4 separate regions of the Mus musculus genome follow, and regions 1, 2 and 4 are each linked to region 3. A link is a contact called in public HiChIP or PLAC-seq and promoter capture Hi-C data. All regions are on one chromosome and are shown on one strand. Each heading gives the region's core, a stretch centred on a gene start, on an enhancer-like site or on the middle of the called end of the contact. The rest is flanking DNA. Distances are from core to core; before and after follow the strand shown. Region 1 overlaps Capn3 (calpain 3). Region 2 holds the start of Capn3 (calpain 3). Region 3 holds the start of Ccndbp1 (cyclin D-type binding-protein 1). Region 4 holds the start of Pla2g4e (phospholipase A2, group IVE).

The links. HiChIP or PLAC-seq counts read pairs in DNA pulled down with a chosen protein or histone mark. Capture Hi-C pulls out chosen DNA fragments and counts their contacts.
Region 1: a contact with region 3 is called in an H3K27ac HiChIP or PLAC-seq map of regulatory T cells, with 5 times the contacts expected there. The contact joins the enhancer-like site here to the promoter of Ccndbp1 in region 3. A contact is called at or near these places in 8 of 39 promoter capture datasets (the 3T3-L1 cell line, 3T3-L1-derived adipocytes, the C10 cell line and 5 more), 3 of 115 datasets of contacts at active chromatin or transcription factors (embryonic stem cells, regulatory T cells and stem cell-derived neural progenitor cells) and 2 of 9 other capture datasets (adipose tissue and liver).
Region 2: a promoter capture Hi-C map of liver shows a contact between it and region 3, with 3 times the contacts expected there. The contact joins the promoter of Capn3 here to the promoter of Ccndbp1 in region 3. A contact is called at or near these places in 14 of 39 promoter capture datasets (the 3T3-L1 cell line, 3T3-L1-derived adipocytes, the C10 cell line and 11 more), 2 of 115 datasets of contacts at active chromatin or transcription factors (embryonic stem cells and stem cell-derived neural progenitor cells) and 3 of 9 other capture datasets (adipose tissue, liver and macrophages).
Region 4: a promoter capture Hi-C map of adipose tissue shows a contact between it and region 3. The contact joins the promoter of Pla2g4e here to the promoter of Ccndbp1 in region 3. A contact is called at or near these places in 2 of 39 promoter capture datasets (both in liver) and 2 of 9 other capture datasets (adipose tissue and macrophages).

The regions. Positions count from the first base shown.
Region 1 is chr2:120,481,678-120,484,979 of GRCm38.p6, forward strand. It overlaps Capn3 (calpain 3), which reads left to right. Exons shown (of 24, transcript NM_007601.3): 3 at 433-551; 4 at 2,814-2,947. Among named protein-coding and RNA genes, the nearest start is that of 4931402G19Rik, 14 kb to the left of the region's middle. Within about 2 kb of position 1,379, at least 34 of the 459 cell types and tissues checked have an H3K27ac peak or open chromatin away from gene starts, as enhancers often do. A contact at or near this core is called in pre-B cells and regulatory T cells, where this site is marked.
Region 2 is chr2:120,462,233-120,465,361 of GRCm38.p6, forward strand. Capn3 (calpain 3) reads left to right here and starts at 1,361. Exons shown (of 24, transcript NM_007601.3): 1 at 1,361-1,949. The coding sequence starts at 1,641. 4931402G19Rik (RIKEN cDNA 4931402G19 gene) reads right to left here. Exons shown (of 5, transcript NR_040608.1): 2 at 1,963-2,077.
Region 3 is chr2:121,006,650-121,009,978 of GRCm38.p6, forward strand. It overlaps Ccndbp1 (cyclin D-type binding-protein 1), which reads left to right and starts at 1,759. Exons shown (of 11, transcript NM_010761.2): 1 at 1,759-1,960; 2 at 2,069-2,128; 3 at 2,394-2,473; 4 at 3,178-3,259. The coding sequence starts at 1,861. Tmem62 (transmembrane protein 62) reads left to right here. Exons shown (of 14, transcript NM_175285.3): 14 at 170-1,194. The coding sequence ends at 496.
Region 4 is chr2:120,243,776-120,246,911 of GRCm38.p6, forward strand. Pla2g4e (phospholipase A2, group IVE) reads right to left here and starts at 1,560. Exons shown (of 20, transcript NM_177845.4): 1 at 911-1,560. The coding sequence starts at 1,132.

The DNA of each region.
Region 1 (3,302 bases), core at 129-2,628, 530 kb before region 3:
CAAAGACAGAGGACAGCCATAATTACCACTGTTGTCTCTACTGAGACCATAGAAGGAAGTGACTTATTTATTTATTTATTTACAATGTAAAAAGCAAGAGGAATTTATTGTTCCAACATGTTGCGGTTGCCCTGCACATGGAGAGAGAGAATGACCAGGAAGTGTTTTATTAAAGGAGGAATCCATTGCCTAACTTAGGAAAGCCTGTCTTGAGAGAATGAGTTACCCGGTCCTCGTGCTGCTCGTGCCGTTGAGGAGCTCCTGTCCCTGACAGTCTCCTTGCTTGAGCTCACACCTACTTGAGGGCAGGCAGGAAGCAGGGCAGTGGGCATCCCGAGTCATTAGCTATGGGGAGCTTCTTACTGGGGCTGGCAGGGCTCTTCTGAGAGGGGAAGCCCCCATCTGACTACCTGGGTCTGTTTTTGCTTGCAGGGGACTGCTGGTTTCTTGCAGCCATCGCCTGCCTGACCCTGAATGAGCGGCTGCTTTTCCGAGTTATACCCCATGATCAAAGTTTCACTGAAAACTACGCAGGGATCTTCCACTTCCAGGTGAGGAAATGGGGGTGTGGTTGAGACAGCAGCCATACCTCAGTTAAAGATAACCTCAGAGAAGGCACCAAAATGTTCCGTGCTGTAGTAAGGAGGTGACCTTCTCTTGTCTGTAGTCTGTCTGGTGTCTGTGTCTCTCTCTGTGTGTGTGTGTGTGTGTGTGTGTGTGTGTGTGTGTGTGTGTGTGTGTGTGACCCATCTGTCCTTGTTGCCTGTGTATCTAATGAATGTATGTGTTTGCTGTCATGTCTGTGTTTTTTCTCATCTGTGCCTGTGTCATATGTCTGTTGCCTAGTTGTATGTGTGTGTGTGTGTCTGTCTGTCTGTCTGTCTGTCTGAATCTGTGCCTAACAGAGGGCTTTGGTTTGTATTCATTGAACAGTACAGAAATTCTTTGCAGAAATCTTGAACAGATTTTTACAAGGAAAGAAATCACTTTATTGACCTCAAATCACCCAGAGAATCAAAAGCACAAACCCACAGACATATTATCAACTTACATCCACGTGTGGCTTCCAAAATGGGGTAGTTGTTGCGTACCGTTGCTTCCAACCTCTTGGCTGTTTTCAGGAAATTATTACCACAGCGTGCATAATCTTAGGTCATGGTAATAGTAAAGTACATAACTTGAGATTAAAGCTGTGTGTTTAGCTTAGGTTATAAAGGCTGATTACTTGGGAAATCGAAAGCATAATGAGGTTGGCTGCTCTGTTCTCTGAAAGGCCCATTAAACTTCCCCAGGCTGAGTGCAGAGAGGCCAGCAGGCTAAGTACATAGCCCTAAATGATCTCAAGGCATATTATTAACTTGGCTGCAAGGTCCCGGAAACGTTCAGTCTCTTCTGAGTCAAGAGATATTTTCAGACAAGTATAGCACCACCCAGCCACAGTCTGGCCACCCTGGGTCTCCCGGCCTTGACTTCCCAGCTGGCTCAGGAAAGGTTCTACACACCTACCTGTGGGCAATGACCCACTTACAGCTACAAGCTTGCAAAGAAGCAGGTGTTTATCTGTGCCCTCCAACTTACATACTTTCCACTGTGCCCCAGAAAGGGGGAGAGAAAGTCATCCAGGCTGCTGGCTTGAGTGCCTATTCTTGTCCTCCAGCTGGCTGGCTGCTATGTTATTGCCTGAAGCCCCCCCCCCTCAAACAGGTTCTTAAGATGCTCAGCCTGAAAGTGTTGGATTTTTTTTTTCTGTGATCCCTGGCTCATGACCCTGTACCCTTGACAGAGGAGTCTATTTACCTTCCTACTGCTATCACTTACCTTTCTAGGTCTTACCAGAAAATTCTGGTCTTCTGGGCATTTAGTGGCTGGTTTGACCCAGCCCTGAAAGTATTGGTTCTAGAATTAATTTATCCATTAGAATTTTTCTGGGCACTGATCATCTTGATGCAGAGACAAATTCTGGGTTGGATCAGAACAGATCTGAGACCTGCATGTGGGGCTCTGGAACTTTCTGTGGTTCTGAGCAGCGTGCCTCTGGCCCTGAAACTTCCTAGTGTCGAGAATGACTCAAACTGATCAGCTGACATCCCACTCCTATGGTACCTCAGCATATCCAGTGCACTCCCCTTTTCCATTTTAGCCATCAATCAATAAATAAATCAGTTGGGTGTGGTGGCACAGACCTATAATGCCAGCACTCAGGAGGCAGAGACAGGAAGATCAAGATAAGTTCGAGGCTAGCCTGGGTACCTAGTAAAAACAAGTTGTTTATCTGTGACCCCTGACTTCTCATCCTTGACGATGTGCCATGGGAAGGGAGGGAGGAAGGCATACTGCCTGCTGACCTGTGTGCCTCAAACACAATAGAAAGGAAGGGAGGAGGGGAGGGGAGGAAAGAAGAAAATGGGATAAAGAGAAATACTTTAGTTAGCCCTACAGCTTTCCTTAATCATGAGTTCTCAATCCTGGGCGGGCACTGGAATCACTTGGGATACACGAATGTATTTAAACTAGGTCTGTCCCAGACCTATGGGCAAGGGAGAAAAGTCTCAAACCCTAAGATATTCAGAGGACCTACTATGTCTAGAACTGGGCTGGGCTTTTGACAGACACTAAGGGATATGCAGTTTCCTGTTTTGCAGAAGTTCATGGCCTAGTTAGAGATAGATTTACACACTCAAAAGCCAGACTAGAATGAACAAGCTTCAGGATGCAAAGCCCAGGAAATGGTAGGGTTTTGGCTCAGAGTCCTATAGGATGTGGGATCAGGTAAGGGAGTGCACAGGGGTGACTGGGCTTCTTTCTTCTTGCAGTTCTGGCGCTATGGAGACTGGGTAGATGTGGTCATTGACGACTGTCTGCCAACATACAACAATCAGCTGGTTTTCACCAAATCCAACCACCGCAATGAGTTCTGGAGTGCTCTCCTTGAGAAGGCTTATGCCAAGTAAGGCAACATTTAGGATGGGAAACATTTAGGACTACAGGGGTGGGGGATATGGATTTCAAGATTCAGCCAAAGTCTCCTTCACATGGGGCTAGGCATGTGAATGCATGCTCATGTGGATTGTGGGAGTCCAGTAAAGAGCCCGAGTCAGCTTGAGATCAGGACTGGGCAGTAGGAGCCCTATCTGAAAAACATAAAAGCAAAAAGATATAAAGATGTGTGCAGTAAGTCTTCAGCTTCCTACAGTCAGCTCTTTGATCCTGCCTTCATCATGGTGTTTCAAGTCTTCTTCATCAGCTCATTGCTTCTCTGGAGTTCAGCTCCTAGGATCTTACTTGCTTAAAACCATATACTT
Region 2 (3,129 bases), core at 111-2,610, 540 kb before region 3:
CTTCTTCAGGAGTAGAAGATACCTTGAGCATTTTCTTGGAGGGACAGGAAGATAAACTGGTGATTCCAATAGCTGAGTCATAGGGTTCCTTCAAGTTACACTGCCAGGAATTATGAGCCCATGCTCTCTTTCATTGTGTGTGTATGTGTGTGTGTGAGAGAGAGAGAGAGAGAGAGAGAGAGAGAGAGACATGTATATATATATATGTGTGTACATGTTTGTGTGTGTGAGTATAGGCATCCACATGATCACGTGTGCCATGCCACACAGAGGAGGACAGCCTGGGGTGTTGGTCCTTGCCTTCCACCTTATTTGAGACATGGTGAAACGCGGTCTTTTTGTTGTTTTCTGCTGCATAGGCCAACAACCTGCCCATGCCTCTACAGCTTTTCCTGCCTGTGCCTCCCATCTCACTGTGGATGCTCTGGAATGGCAAACATTCTACTGCACCTAGTTTTAAGTGGGAGCTCAAATCCCTACACTTACACAGCAAGTGCTTTACCACTGAGCCATCTTTCCTGCCCTATGCCCCCATTTCAGCTGTCATCTCCCACCCTTTCCTGTCTTCTAAACTTGGATCTATAGGGATGGTCACTTAGGAACAGGCACAGCTGCAAGCTGGGTCAAGCCTCTACTCTGCCAGATATCAGATATAGCCATTTCATTATGACCCAGAGAGCAACTACCATGGTAAAACAAAAACAAAAACAAAACAAACAAACAAACAAACAAAAACAGAAGCCGGGCCATCAGCTCCCTCCCCCAGGCCACTTTGGTTTCCATTTAAAAGCCCTGAGTCTTCACTAGACACGACATCTAAGGACTTGACACTACCCTGGCTCTATTTCCAGTTCTGTCTGGATGCTGATGTGGTGTAGCTAAATGATCTAGTCAACAATCTACTAGGATACACATTATGTAGTCGACTTGATCTCAGTGTGTCCAGTGGGCATGAAGAGAGGAATTTCCTTGACTGGAAATTCTGCTGAGTGGCATTTTCTACCCAGTTGGACTGAAAGCCGACTCCAGAACATTCTAGAAAAGATACTGGCTCTAAAATACTGTTTTCCATGTATCCAGCGGCTGCTGCTTCAGTAGCCTGCATGACTGCCTAGTCCTTTACACACTTTGCTGATTTCTGGTGTTCAGCTGTCTCAGACACTCTCACTTCTTGACAAGCCGAGTTCTTAATGTCAATGCAGAAATACCTCCAGCTAGGTCCTTCGCGACCACTCAGTCTAGCCACGCACCAGTCTGTGGCTTTCATGATCACAACCTCACTTCATGTCTATTTTTAGTTTTCCTGGCTTAAGCTTCTACAGGCCACTGAAACACAACCCTCACTCTCTTCTTCTCCCTCTGGCAAGTGCGCTGCTGAAGGCCACTAGGTAGAAACTGCGTCTAAATCCTTTATTGACTCTTCCTCAGGAAAACCTATCGCTCTAGGGTCATAGTTCACTATTTGAGCTGGTCAGAAGCCAGTCAGTTTTCTGATAGGATTTAAACTTTGAAGAGACTGTGGCCATTTTTTTCCTCAGATGACAGAATCACTTCAACTTCAGCTTTGTAATCACTTCCTTTCCTTGAAGGTAGCTGAATCTCATTTTCTTTAAAAAGTCTTCCTTCCAAAGTTGCCTGCCATGCCAACTGTTATTAGTCCAACTGTGGCCCCAAGGACGGGGGCTGAGCCCAGGTCCCCAGGGCCAGTTCCTCACCCAGCTCAAGGCAAGACCACCGAGGCTGGAGGTGGACACCCAAGTGGCATCTATTCGGCCATCATTAGCCGCAATTTTCCGATCATCGGTGTGAAAGAGAAGACATTTGAGCAGCTCCGCAGGAAGTGCCTAGAGAAGAAAGTTCTTTATCTAGACCCCGAGTTCCCACCGGATGAGACCTCTCTCTTTTACAGTCAGAAGTTCCCCATCCAGTTCGTCTGGAAGAGACCTCCGGTGAGTAGCTTACTGGTTTTGTAGCTGGCTGGAGTTTGCTTCAGAGACGTCCTCCCACTCAGCACCTCCCCAAGCACAGCTGGGCACATGGACACGGGGAAGGATCCTGGCAGGGGCCAGGGCTCTGGCTGCAAGTGCAAAAAGGAGAGGACAGGGTCAAGTCTAAGAAAGTCTAAGAGGACAGGGTCAGGGCTGCTTCTCTCACACTTTCTCGCTTTCTGCTGTTCATGAAAGTAATTAGATCCTAAATTTATCTTTAAAATGGCCATCCTTTCCCCAGAATCAGTGCCACGGTGGCCAGAGCTATACTCTCTGCCTCACTATATTGAGACGTCTTCCATTTCTCAGGCTAAAATCATGAGATGCTGTTCTTTTTGTTTTGGACATTTGCCAGGGACCGTGGATTTCTGAAACACAGAAGCCAGGGAAAGAGGAGAGAGGCAAAGACTACTTTTTATAACATAACATTGAGACTAGAAGAATTTTTGCCTTTATACCTCACTGCATAAATTAGGATGCCAAAACCCAGCAATAGACTGAGCATATGACAGAACCTGAATGAAACCCTGCTTGCTAGGGACCCACCAGAAGGGAAATTATGTTTCCCTGGCTCCCTTCTCTCATAGTGCCTCCAATGTGACTCTTGTTTTTGAAACAAGAAACATTTTAGTCACAAAACAATCTGGGGCTAGGAGTAACACTTAGTGGTAGAGTTCTACTTAGCATGTCAGAGGCCGCTTGTGCAATCTCTGGCACTGCTAACCAGTCAGTAAATAAACATAAAAAGGGGAAGAGAGAAAAAATAATCACAGAAAAGAGGGAGAAATAGATGTTGCAGGTCCACTAGCTTCACATACTGGGCAAGTTACTAGGAGGAGTGTTGTGAACAAGAGACCACAACTTACACTGTTGCGAAGACTAGAGTCTTGAGGAGAATGTGGACATTTAGGTCCAGTGGTCACCAGGACTCTGTCATCACAGAGTGGATGGGATCAAAGAGAGCAGGCCAGGTCAGGGGTGAGAAACCTTTCACAAAGAAGTGATGCTGGGCTCTTCACAGGATTCATTGGCCATGTTTTTCTCTATTTACTAACTAGAGCTGTCTCCTGTCCCCTTCTGCTGTCCTTTGGTAAGTCCCATCCATGGCTGTCATGAATGTCCTCAGCTTAGAAGAGCAGGC
Region 3 (3,329 bases), core at 509-3,008:
GTTTGCCCACTGTATGCAAATTCCTGAGTTCTATCCTCATCTTCCACCCTCAAGAAAAAACCGACATCTAAACTAAAGACATATTAGTAGAAGTTACTAACACTGAGACGCAACCCTTCCCAGGGCAGGGCATGGTGGTAAGTTAATGGCTCTGTCTCCTTTTTCCTAGCTGGTGTTCTTTAACATCCCCTTGATGGCTTACGTATGCTGGAGTTTGCTACATCGCTGCTTTGGTCACAGCTTCAGGTCTCATCTCCACCAGGGAAAATACTGGAAGATTATACCTGTTTACCTACTTATACTTCTACTGTACATATGGCAGGTTTATTCTTGCTACTTTCTTCATGTGACATATGGCTCCCTAGCCTTTACATTCTCTCCATTGAGGACCTGGTTGACATTGCTGACACCTGTGCTCATTTACCGTGTGTGGACATTGAACTCCACTGAACTTGGAATATTCATGGTGCAGTTAAAAAGTCATCTGAGCTCCTGAAGTCCATGGCTTACAGCTAGCAGCCTGGAAGAAGTCCAGCCTCCACATTTGTGGCTCAGATCTCTGCCCTGTGGCAGATGGGAAAGCCAGTATCAGTGGGTGAGCTTCAGGAAGCAGTCACTCCTTGGACATCTGAATGTTGGAAATGTTTACTACTGATTCTTGCTGTGTGGACTGCAGAAAAGTCTAACAATTGATTCTTCCTCAGGAGGCAAAGAGCCCTAATCAAGAAGATTGCCACAGTGGGGTCTCTGTGTCACTGTGTCCCTTGGTACTACTGTGTTTATTAGGGTCATCCTGTGAAAAGCATCCAGCCCGAACTTGGAGTTCAGGATGTCATTTTCTGCCTAGGGAGCCTGTGGAAACTTGTCCTGGACCTTTACTGCTCCTGAGACTTGACTTCCCAGCCTGTTTCCCCACCGATCATGGGCTTTCTGCTTCCTTAGCCAAGGTTGTTTTCAACTAATCAAATAAATGAATGAATGGTAGCCATAAACAATGGGTTGGAGAGATCAGTGGTTAAGAGCATGTACTTTACCTCCAGAAGACCCGAGTTCAATCCCTAGCAACCATGTCAGATGCTCACAACTGCCTGTAACTCTAGCTCCAGGCCAGAGCCACTGTGGGCACCTACATTCATATGTGCACAGACTTACATGTGATTAAAAAATAATAAAAGATAAGTATTAACAAAGAAATATCACAAACGGATCTGCAATGTTGATAAACATATGGGAGCCAGAAAGTGGGCCTGGTTTGGGGGCTTGGAGAAAGAGTCACCAGGGAGCTGGAGTCAGCAGTTAAGAGTGCTGGCTGCTCTTCCAAAGGTCACAGGTTCGATTCCCTTCACTCACACAGTGTAACTCCGGGTCCTGGGGATCTGATTCCCTCTCTGGCCTCTGCAGGCACTGCCACGGACATATTTACAGGGGAAAAGCTCAGTTACATAGAAGAGTGGCCAGGTCTCTAGTAGGTCAAAAGATGCCTGGCTGGGTCTTTTGAGTGGCCTAGTGTCATGGAGGGAGGGGTAGTGGGGTGTAGCCAGGGACTGGAAAAAGTCTCTAGATCTGCGGGGAGGGCAGGTGAAGGAGGCGTGGCTGGGTCTCCAGGCCGGGCCAGCGGGGAGTGGGCAGGTTTCCAGTGGGGAGGCGTGGTCTTGTTCCTGAGTGGGCGGGTCTCTGGGGGTGGGGGGAGGCGTGGACGGATGGCCGGGCTGTCTGGGAAGGCGGGGTCGCTACACTGAGAAGGAAGGGGCGGGACGCGCTGTGTGTTGCCGGAAACGAGATGAGTTTTTCAGCACCGGAAGTACTGCGGCGGGGCCAAATGGCTTAAGCGTCTTAGCTGGTTCCCAGAGAGAGCCTGCGATGGCGAGCTCGACAGCCGCAGTCCCCTTCCTTGCTCCGCCTCTGGAGCAGCTCCGGCACTTAGCAGAGGAGCTACGGTCACTTCTGCCTCGAGTACGGGGTGAGTTATGGGAATCTGCATCCCGGGCTCCGGGTAGGGATGTAGGGCATCAGGTCAGGGCTCCTCTCACCTGTCTTTTGCTTTCGGGGTGATCCGGCCTTCCTCAAGTCGGCGAAGCCCAGGAGACAGCGGAGGAATTTAATCGAGAAATGTTTTGGAGAAGACTCAGTGAGTGTCTGCCGTTGCGGGCTCTTCCCTCATCTCCCTGCATCCTAACCTTCCCTCTGCTGTCCCCTGAGATGACAATGTCTCTGGTCCTCATCCCTTCTCCCACCCATTCTCCGCACTTGAAGCAGAAATATAAAACGATTTCTGGAGTTGTTTTGGAGATGTTGATTAGGGTGGAAAAGGGACGCGTTATCTAAAAAGTCCAAGTAGTAACTTTAACCTTTTAACACTAACTTTGGCCCCCTGCCGCCTCTGACACCCCCAGATGAGGCAGCAGTGAAAGTGAACGGGGAAGCCACTGTTCTGACAACGCACTTCTCTAAACTTCCATGGCCATCTCCACAGGTGAGCTTTGCTTCCGGAGGGTTATTTTCTCCTTAAGAATCCTCCCGTTTTCTTACCCTTCACATTCAAGCCACACTTATTTCCCCCACTTAGCAAGCGAGGTTACAGTTCTTACCACATGGGATTGTTGTAAATAGCCAGGTGCATAGGGTTAGAAAGGTCTTCTAAATTTAGGCTGAAACTCAGCCAGGTTAGTTCCTCTTAACTTTCAACTTTCCTTGTTGATTTATAGCTGTTTCACATACATATTCCCCATCTGACCAATGAGTAAGCAGGTTTAGAGGCTCAGGTCAATAAATAGCAGAGGAGGAGTTAAATGTCTTTGCAGTATCTAAGCAGCACCTGTTATATAAAACCCTTTAGTGTTAAGATGTTGCTGTTGCTGCTGGTGGTACACACCTTTAATCCCGGCACTTTAAGGAGGCAGGGGCTGGCTGCTCTCTTGAGTTCAAGACCAGCCTGGTCTACAGAGCAAGTTCCAGGACAGCCAAGGCTGTCCTTCTTTTTGTAATGCTTTTTATAATTGTCAGGTGTCTACCTAATTTCTTTCTATTGTGTGGTGAGTACATTATAAGACCTGACTCATGACGAGTTTTCATAAAAGATTTAACCATGCTCTATAGATGTTTGGTCTCTTCCTTAGTAAATGAGTTGACAGCATTGATGTTAAACATTCTTTCTGAATTTGGTCCATCACCTCATAGGAAACCCAGAGGATCTGTGAGCAAGTCCGTATTGCCATCGAGGAAATAATTATAGTGTATTATTCACTTCCTAAGGACCAGGGTAAGTGACCGTACACGGTAGTGTTGTATTCATGGGCTAGGGCTTTGCTAAGGTAGTAGACTATATCCTG
Region 4 (3,136 bases), core at 310-2,809, 760 kb before region 3:
CACGAATAGAAATAGATACCCATCTGTCTTAGTCCCTGTTCTATTGTTGTGAAGAGACACCATGACCATACCAACTCTTAGAAGAGAAAGAATTTAATTGGAGGCTGGTTTGCAATTTTAGAGGCTTAGTCTATTTTTAGCATGGTGGGAGCTTGGTGGCAGATTTGGCAGGCATGGTGATGGAGACTTAGTTGGGAGTTATATCCTGATCCGTAGGTGGGGGTGGGGCAGGGGGCTGAGGTGGGTTGGGAAGGGAGGACTACTGGGCCTGGCAGGGGCTTTGAAACCTCAAAGCCCACCCCCAATGACACATTTCCTCCAACAAAGCAACAGTACTAGTCCTACTTCTACCAAAGCGGTCCACTCCCAGGTGACTAAATATTCAAATGTATGAGCCAATGGGGGCCATTCATATTCAAAACCACCTGTGTGATCTTGAATAGATTCCTTAACAAGGCTGAAGGCTCTGGCGTAACTCCAGCTCCAGGGGATCTGACTCCCTCTTCTGCCCTTGTAGATAACTGTACACATGTGACATACACAAACATAGTCACACACATACATATACAAAGCTTTTTTAAAATCTTTAAAAAAAATAGATGTCTAATATCTCCAAGCTTTATCATCTCACTAAGTGCATACATGAATCCTTGCCTAACAGAGTATTGGATACATAGCAGGATACACTCGTTCAAGGGTTACGACTTCTGTTAGCTGGTTTTCTGAACACAAAGAGGTAAAGACAGGTAGGTTGATGGGGTTGGAGAGGGATCACCTCCAGAAAAAGAAAAAAATTAACAAAATCTGAGCTTTAAACTGCAAGAACACATGTGATCTTATTCAGAGTCAGGAGAGGGGCGGGATCAAGTTTAAGGGGACAGGAGCCTTTCCCCTCAGAAAAAAGACATACCTGAGAACTGCAAGAAGCCATGGAAAGTAAAGGTGAGGAGGGCACAGCAGTCTGTGGGTCCTGTGCATCTTCAAATCCACTGCAGTTTCTTCCTAGCTTGCTGTCTTCTTCCCCTTGTGGGTTCTTTGGGACAAGCATGCTGGTCCCCAGGCCATGGTGGCCTTCTGAGGCGTGGGTCATCCCAGCCACGTCTGCTTCATCGGAGTGTGGAATAGACTGCATAGAGCTGGAGCCGATTTTATCCTCAGGGAAGTTCAGGAGAGGTTTGGGAGAAAGGAAAGGTGTCAGCAGGTTCCTCCAGGAGAAATGTCAGATAAATTTTTAAGGAGGGAGGGAGGGAAAGAGGTCACAGCTTCGCTAAGGGAGCGCCGGAAACATTTCGAGCAACCTGGTTGGCAAGAGTAAAAGAAAGGTTCCGTGGTGTGCAGAGGGTCAGCACGCAACAAGGACTGCGCCGCCGCCGCCGCCCCGCACTACGTAGTGCTAGACGAGGAGAGACCGGCTTTGCAGAGCTGCGATTCAGGCTCGGGGCTGTCTCCAGCTCTGCACTGCAAGAGCTATTTTTAAGCGTGAAACTCAATATATCCCAGAGAAGGGGGGCGGGGGCTGGCGATATGCCTGAGGCTAGCAGGATCTAAAGGAGACTCGCATTCTCATCCCGTAAAGCCATTGCTCAATTGTTGCTCCTCATCCCGCATCTCTGTTTTGAGCTATGAAAACAAATACCCACCTCTAGGCTCTCAGCTGATGGTGGAGACTGGTCATTAACCTTGCCTCTCATTTCGTCTGGCTTGATAAATGATATGATGAAGTTGAAAGAGAATGCACCATGGTATTATGTTTAAAATCACAAAAACAAAAGCAAGCCAGGTCCTCTAGAAGAGCAGCATGCGCTCCTGACCGCAGAAGCTGAGCTGCCTCTCCAGCGCCATCTTGCAGTGCGCTAACACAACACGCTTGCTTAGTTTTTTCTCTTTTTCCTTTCCCCCAAATTTTTTATATATTATACATCCCAATCACAGTCCCATTCCCTCCTCACCTCCCAGTCCCGCCCTTACAAAACCCTTCTCCCATTATCCTCTCCCCTTCTCCTCAGAGGCGGGAGAAGACACACCCCCTTCTTGGGTACCAACTACTCTGGATCATCTAGTCCCAGCAGGACTAAGCACCTCCTCTCCCGCTGAGACCCAACCAAGAAGTCCAGGTATGGGAAGGGACTCTAATGGCAGACAACAGAGTCAGAGACAGCACCCCCTCCAATTGTTAGGGGACCCACATGAAGACCAAGCTGCACATTTGCTACAGGGCATGCTCTTTGGATAATGGTTCATTCAGTCTTTGAGCTCCCATAGGTCCGGTTAGTTGATTCTGTGGGTCTTCTTGTGGTGTTCTTACCCCTCTGGCTTGATCAATTCTATCCCCCACTTTTCTTTTCTTTTTTCTTTTTTAATATTTATTATATTTATTAAAGTACACTGTAGCCGTCTTCAGACACACCAGAAGAGGGCATCAGATCTCTTTTACAGATGGTTGTGAGCCACCATGTGGTTGCTGGGAATTGAACTCAGGACCTCTGGAAGAGCAATCAGTGCTCTTAACTGCTGAGCCATCTCTCCAGCCTCTATCTCCCACTTTTCCACAGGACTCCCCAAACTCTGCCTGATGTTTGGCTGTGGGTCTCTATTTCCCTTTACTGCTGGATGAAGCCTCTCAGGAGACAGTTATGCTAGGCTCCTGTCTGCAAGCAGAGCAGAGCATCATTAACAGTGTCAGGGGTTGGCTCTCTCACATGGCATGGGTTTCAAGTTGGGCAGCCATTGGTTGGCCGTTCTCAGTCTCTGCGCCATCTTCATCTCTGTGCATTTTATAGGAAGGACAAATTTTGGGGTGAAGGTTTTGTGGGTGGGTTGATGTCCCCCTCCCTCCACTGGAAGTCCCACCTGGCTACTGGAAGAGCTGGTAGGTAGAGATCTCAGCTAAGGCTACCCCCATAGACTCCCTGTAGCCTCCTCCCAACCCAGGTCTCCAGCTTGTCCCAGAGATGCTCCCCCCACTGATTTCCATTCTCACTCCCAGCCCCCTCCCTCCCCTTCCCACACCTGATCATCACCATCCCTGTTCCTTTCTTCACCTCCTCTCCCACCCAGTCCCGCACTCCATCCACCTCTGATGACTATTTTGTTTCCCTCTGAGTGAGATTCTCACATCCTCCCCTGAGTCCTCCTT